2 separate regions of the Mus musculus genome follow, and region 2 is linked to region 1. The links are chromatin contacts, called in public HiChIP or PLAC-seq maps. All regions are on one chromosome and are shown on one strand. The core of a region is the stretch at or near the end of the contact, and the rest is flanking DNA. Distances in the headings are between cores, read along the strand shown.

Evidence for each region. HiChIP or PLAC-seq counts read pairs in DNA pulled down with a chosen protein or histone mark.
Region 2: a contact with region 1 is called in an H3K27ac HiChIP or PLAC-seq map of trophoblast stem cells, with 11 read pairs. The contact joins the enhancer-like site here to the promoter of Dscc1 in region 1. A contact is called at or near these places in 7 of 39 promoter capture datasets (the 3T3-L1 cell line, embryonic stem cells, hippocampal neurons and 3 more), 14 of 484 Hi-C or Micro-C datasets (DN2 thymocytes, centroblasts, embryonic stem cells and 2 more), 4 of 115 datasets of contacts at active chromatin or transcription factors (the SCID.adh cell line, embryonic stem cells and trophoblast stem cells) and 3 of 9 other capture datasets (adipose tissue, macrophages and pancreatic islet).

Annotation. Positions count from the first base shown.
Region 1 is chr15:55,088,868-55,092,213 of GRCm38.p6, reverse strand. It overlaps Dscc1 (DNA replication and sister chromatid cohesion 1), which reads left to right and starts at 1,723. Exons shown (of 9, transcript NM_183089.3): 1 at 1,723-1,988; 2 at 3,091-3,259. The coding sequence starts at 1,789. The region is part of intron 2 of Gm41325 (a long non-coding RNA gene); the gene reads right to left.
Region 2 is chr15:55,207,273-55,210,391 of GRCm38.p6, reverse strand. Deptor (DEP domain containing MTOR-interacting protein) reads right to left here. Exons shown (of 9, transcript NM_145470.3): 5 at 1,476-1,661. Among named protein-coding and RNA genes, the nearest start is that of Gm26296, 54 kb to the left of the region's middle. Within about 2 kb of position 1,376, at least 22 of the 459 cell types and tissues checked have an H3K27ac peak or open chromatin away from gene starts, as enhancers often do. A contact at or near this core is called in the SCID.adh cell line, adipose tissue and trophoblast stem cells, where this site is marked.

The sequences.
Region 1 (3,346 bases), core at 474-2,973:
TCAAGATGTAGAACTCTTGGCTCTTCCAGTCTCCCTGCATACTACCATACTTCCTGCCATGATGATAATGGACTGAACCTCCAAAACTGTAAGCTATTCCCAATTAAGTGTTTTCCCTTATAAGAGTTGCCTTGGTCATGAGGTTGCTTCATAGCAATGAAACTCCAACTAAGACACTATCCTACAGTATCCTTAATTTTTAAAATTTTATTATTGTGTGTGTGGGTGCACACTTGTTATGGCACATGTGTGGCAGTCAGAGGGCAACTTTCAGAGTTGGGTCTCTTCTTCCACTATATCTTCTGGAGACTGAAGTCAGCTTATCATCTTGCATGGCAAGCACTTTTAACTTTGAGCCATCTTAGTGATAGCCACTAATAAATTCGTGGTACTTTCATATTCAGGATATTGTTCCATCATTTTTCTTATTCGATCCGATTTTTGTTTTTTTTTGTTTTGTGTGTGTGTGTGTGTGTGTGTGTGTGTGAGAGAGAGAGAGAGGGGGGGGGTCTATTTAGCCTTGACTGGCTTGAAGCTCACTATGTAGACCAGAATGGCCTCGAACTCAGATCCGCCAGCCTCTGCCTCCTGAGTGCTGGAACTAAACTACCCTTTGGCAACTCAGATGTTTTTGCTTGTTGTTTTTCTAGACAATGTTACTCTGTGTAGCCTTGGCTGTCCTGGAACTTGCTCTATAGTCCAGGCTGGTCTAGAATTCAGAGGTCCTCCCTTTGCCTCCTGAGTGCTGGGATTAAAGGTATGGTGCCAGCACTACCTGGCTCATGTCGGTTTTTAACCTGATGGACTGGGGTCACCTTGGCCTCCCTTTTTATTTATTCATTTGTTTGTTTTACAGGAAGGAGTGAGAAACCACCCTCTCTGAAGACAATTATTCCTCTTACTGTTTCAACTTTTATGGGTGGCCAGTCTGCAGGGGTCTGCCGGCAGCATCCCTTAGAGAGCTCGCACATCAGTTTCAGGTGCATGGATGTGAGTCTATGAATGGGTTTTCATCTTAAAACAGTTTCACGTCATTGTAAACTTTGGTCAAGAAAACATCACACCCTGTAATGCTGAGTTAGCCAGACTCTCCCAGGAGCATACCAGGCGGGCTGTTTCTGTGTAGAAGTCTCAAGCGCCACTTAGCACAAATGAAGTATTTAACGAACGGGAGGCAAGCTACCTTCCATCTAGGATGGTCTCGAAGTCCAAACAAATGACATCTTATTCTGCCAGGATCTGGTTCTTGGTCCTGCACAACACTGGGCAGGCTATTTTGGAACCACCATACATACATCAAGCTGGATTCAGACTTTGCCATCTCAAGGCTGCGCCACCATTGGCAAGCATTCTGCTCGCTTCTGCATGACAGGATCGACAGGATCCTGCCTTACTGGGTTGTTTTAACGGCTTAATGAAATTCTGCACAGACATAGCTCATCACGGGACCCACCGCAGCAGGCGAGGAAAAGGAGCTTTGGCGGGAAAGAAGGGGGTGGGCACAGGGTGGCGGAAGGGGTGAGTGCAAGAGCCGTGCTTGGCCCCGTGGGGACCCAGAATTGCTAACAGGACCTTCCTGGAGTCCTCATGGGGGAAACCGTGCTTCTCCCCAGCAACCGGGGACTTGCACGCTGTCAGTGGGCTGCAGAAGGACTCGCGAGTCCAGATACTTTCCGACTTCCTCGGGACACGCCCCGTCCCGCCCCGGAAGTCGGCTCGGGCGGATTTGGCGCGCTTTTGAAGTCCCGGGAGTTTAGGTCGAGGACACACCCCTCTCCGTGCTGCGAGATGTCCCCGCCGAGCGCTTCCCGGAGGACCCGCGAGGAAGTGGACGCGACGCTGCAGGTTGCCAAGCTGAACGCCACCGAGCTGCTGCCCACGGTGCACTGCCTGAGCTTCAGCTCCGGGACCGGCGGCGCGGCCACCGGCGACTTCTGCCTGCTGGAGCTGGAACCAGCACTGTGCCAGCAGCTGGAGGCCGGGGACAGGTGAGCCGGGATGGTGGGGCTCGGGAGCGCCGATTCCCCGGCCTCAAAGAGGCCGCCTACCCGCCCGGCGTAGCCCGGGGAACTCGGAAGGAGGAACTGGTGCAGAGAGTTGCTTTGATTGGGCCCGTACAGGCCGATGGGCGGGTCCTCAGCTTGCTGTCATCTGTCAGGAGGATTCAGCATTTGCTAGACTGCCTTGTTAGCAGGACTCCAGGGAATTTAGAGCCAGGTGTCAGCGGGGGAGTGTCAAGAAGGAAGCTCCAGGGAGCTTTGGAGGGCTCAGTACTGATGCCAAGTACTCCACAGAAACACTCGTTCAATCTCAGAATGTAGTAGCAGTGCCTGTAGAGAGAGTTCTTGGCTTGCCACTTGGGTTTCTTCTCCTTGAACCGCAGATGGGACAAACGAGACAGAAGTTTAAAGCCTAATGCAGACTGCTGCGTGTAGCCCGGGGGTTGGTTGGGGTCACTTACTGAAGATCTGGATCTGTTTTTAATTCCGGGTCAACTACAAAGTTGCTGCCAAGACCTTGGATTTTAAATCCTAGGCTGAGATCATGTCTTTTATGGCAAGCACAAAGCTGAGTGACTGAACTGCAAGTGGGCAAGGCTCTTACTCTCAGAGCTCCCCCTCAGTGACATACTTCCTCCAGTAAGGCTACACCTCCCAACCCCTCCTCAGATAGGGCTGTGGACTGGGGACTAAGTGTTCAAATGTCTGAGCCTGTGTTTGGGGGCGGGGTCCTCTTTCAAAGCACCACACTCCCAAGGTTTAATTTTAAATCTAGAAGCCACAGGATTTGGGACTTATTTTTTCTTTCTTTCTTTCTTTTTTTTTAGATTTATTTATTTATTATATGTAAGTACACTGTAGCTGTCCTCAGACACCCCAGAAGAGGGCATCAGATCTCTTATGGGTGGTTGGGAGCCACCATGTGGTTGTTGGGATTTGAACTCAGGACTCAGGACCTCTGGAAGAGCAGTCAGTGCTCTTAATCGCTGAGCCATCTCTCTAGTCCCCGATTTGGGAGTTATTTAAAGTGAGCTATCCACTAGAGTCTCAATAAGCCATGTCTTTACCCCCCCCCTCCATTTGCCTGTAGCTTTGTGATTAGAGGAGATAAGGATGAACAGGCTGTGTTGTGCAGTAAAGACAAAACCTACGACCTGAAGATAGCAGACACATCCAACATGCTGCTTTTCATCCCTGGATGCAAAACTCCAGACCAGCTGAAGGAGGAGGAAACACCAAGTGCCATCGTTCACACGGAGGTACCGCTTTGTACCTGAGTCTGGCAGTGGCGGTTTGTGTTCCAAGCTTGCCTTTGGTTAAAAACTTTTTTTTTTCCCCTTTGGTTT
Region 2 (3,119 bases), core at 127-2,626, 120 kb before region 1:
ATGGGGGAAGGACGTGCCTCCACGGGCCCATGCTGAAGCCTCCCTTCCCTTCTGAGGGACCAGCTACATGACAGTATAGTATAGAACAGAGTTTATTCAGGGAACGGGGAGAAGAGTAGAGACAGAGAAAGGCAGAGAGAGTGAGAGAGCAAGAGAACGAGGGGGAGGGGGAGGGAGAGGGGGAGAGAGAGAGAAAGAGAGAGTAAGTAGAGGAGTAGAGGCCAGCCATGAGCACTAGGAGACACAGTGAGGAGGGGAATGGGGGGGGGGGAGATGAGAGGACAGAGTGGGAACAAGAATGCAAGAGACCAAGAGAGAGCAGAAGGGACAAGCATCCCCCTTTATAGCCAGTCAGGCACATCTGGCTGTTGCCAGGTAACTGTGGGGCAGAGCTTAGACAGAATGCTACCACCTGCGATAACCTTGGAGCATAAACTTGGGTAGCTGGCCTTCAGCTTGGTTTTCACTTTTCTGCTTAGCAACTCTTGCTTCATTTTTATTTTGAACCAAGGTGTGTATGAGGACCTTTGGATATACAGGACTCGAAAGGCGGGGGGGAGGGGGTGATAAATTGGAGCTGCTGGTGTGAAGCCACGTCTACCACTTGGAACTGTCAAATCACTCCAGTGCTAGGGTATTTCCTCATCTATAAAATGAGGACAGGAACAATCGTTTCCTTGGGGTTACAGGAAGAATTAAGTGAGCAAACCAGGGCACAGAAATGTCTCCTTTGACAGCGTAAGTGTTCTTGTTATCAGCTCCTGTGCATAAGCAAGACCGGACAAATACATTTGGGGCTGACTTAAGCCCTGTGCTGATTTACTTTGTCCTCCCTTTCACCCTCCTTCTCTTCCTCCCTCCCTCCCTCCCTCCCTCCCTTCCTTCTCTCCTTTCTATTTCCTTCCTTCCTTCCTTCCTTCCTTTCCTCCCCCATTCCCTCTCTTCCTTTTGAGGCAGGATCTTAGGAAGTTATGGCTCTACACCTGACCTTGAGTTCTTGCCTCTATCTCCCAATTACTGGCATCACAGGCTAGGGCCCCTCAGCCACCCAGTGCTTCTGAACTTTAAGTCACCAAGTGCCTTGAGTTCATGCCAAGTTTTCAGAGGAGTTGGGGATTCTCTTTAAACATCTCCCACTTCTGTATTTGCGATGGTGTGTGTGTGTGTGTGTGTGTGTGTGTGTGTGTGTGTGTGTGTGTGCATGCGCTCTCGAACGCAGGCAGGCATGTTTAACACAAGGTCTCACATAACCCAAGAAGACATCAAATACTGTAGTGTTGGATGACGATGCTTTTCTAATCCACCCGCCTCCTCCTCCCGAGTTCTGGAATTTACAGGAATGCGCTGCCACACCTGAGTGTTGCTAGGGATTAAACCTCAGGCTTCCTGTGTACTAGCAAGCAGCATACCAAAGGATTCTTGGCCCCACACTTTATTACCTCTCAAAAGACAAACACACCGGAAAACCGGCATACCTGACATAAAGCTGGTAGATTTCCGACTGTCGTGGCTCTGCTTCCTCAGACAGAAGGGACTGTCATGCGTCTCCTGAGAGGACGGGGACGTCTCATTGAGCAGCTCCATCAGCCTCCGCCTCCGACGGAAGTTCATTCTGAACTGGTAGAGGAGGTTGCTGTCCACAAACGGGTGCTTGTTAGACACTGGGGAGAAGAGACAACTCATGGAGAATGTGTGGCATGCAGGCCAGAGAGCGACACAGCCAGAAGACTACAGCCAACAGGGGCAAAAGTCCCAAGAAAGAGGCTACGCAAATGCCATGTGGGCTTGTGGAGTGGCGCACACGCACTCCCAAATTCTTCTCACGTGACACACATTTAAAAAATTTGGTAGCCAGATCCTCTGTGAAAGTCAGTCTCACCGGAGTTCTCTTCGTAGTGTACTACTGGCCCCAGGGTCCCCTCCACCAGATCACATACCACACTGTACATTCTCATGGCTCACTTACTTCCCTTGTTTTTCTACCTGAATTAACCCCAGGCTCCCTGCAACCCAGCACAGTGTATGTATATGTCCCATACTAAGACTTCATTTCTTTTCTCTTTGAGCCAGAGTCTGCTATAGCCCAGGCTGGCTTTGAACTCACTATATGTACTCAAGGGTGACCTTGACAAGGGTGACCTTGACATCCCATTCTGCCTGTCCTGAGGGTTTGGATTGTAGGTCTCTGTGCCATTGCGCACAATTTAAACATGGCAGGTAAACATTCTACCAAACATTCTACATCACTGGTCTTTATTTGTTAAAATAAATACATCAAAACTCAAGCCCGAGTTGATCAAAGACTTTGACATAAAACCAGATATACTAAATCTAATAGAAAAGAAAGTGAGGAATAGCCTTGAACTCATTGGCATAGGAGACAACTTCCTGAATAGAACACCAACATCTCAGGCGCTCAGCTCAACAATTAATAAATGGGACTTCCTGAAGCGAAGGACACCATCAATAGGACAGAATAGCAGCCTACAGAATGGGAAGAGATCTTCACCAACTCTACATTTGACACAGGGCTGATACCCAAAATATGTTAAGAACTCAAGAAATTAGACATCAACAAACCAGATAACCCAATTAAAAATGGGGTACAGGTAGATCCCAACAGAGAATTCTTGAGTGAGGAACCTCCAATGGCTGAGAAGCACTTAAAGAAATGTTCAAAGTCCTTGGTCACCAGGGAAATGCAAATCAAAACTATTCTGATAGTCCATCTTCTACCTGTTAGAATGGCTAAGATCAAAAATGCAAGTGACAGCACATGCTGGTGAGGATGTGGAGAAAGGCGAACCCTCATGCCTGCTGAGTGTGCAGACTTATACAAAAACTTTGAAAAGCAATCTGGCAGTTTTTAGAAAATTGGGAATAGTTCTAGCTCAAGACCTGGCTATATCACCACAAAAGATGCTCCACCATACCACAAGGACACTTGCTCAACTATGCTCCTAGCAGCTTTATTTGTAATAGCCAGAAACTGGATATAACCTAAGATATCCTTCAGCTGAAGGATGAATAAAGAAAATGTGGCCAGACCGTGGTGGCGCACGCCCAGCTCTATGGAGTCAGAGGCAGGTGGATTTCTGAGTTTGGGGCCAGCCTGGTCT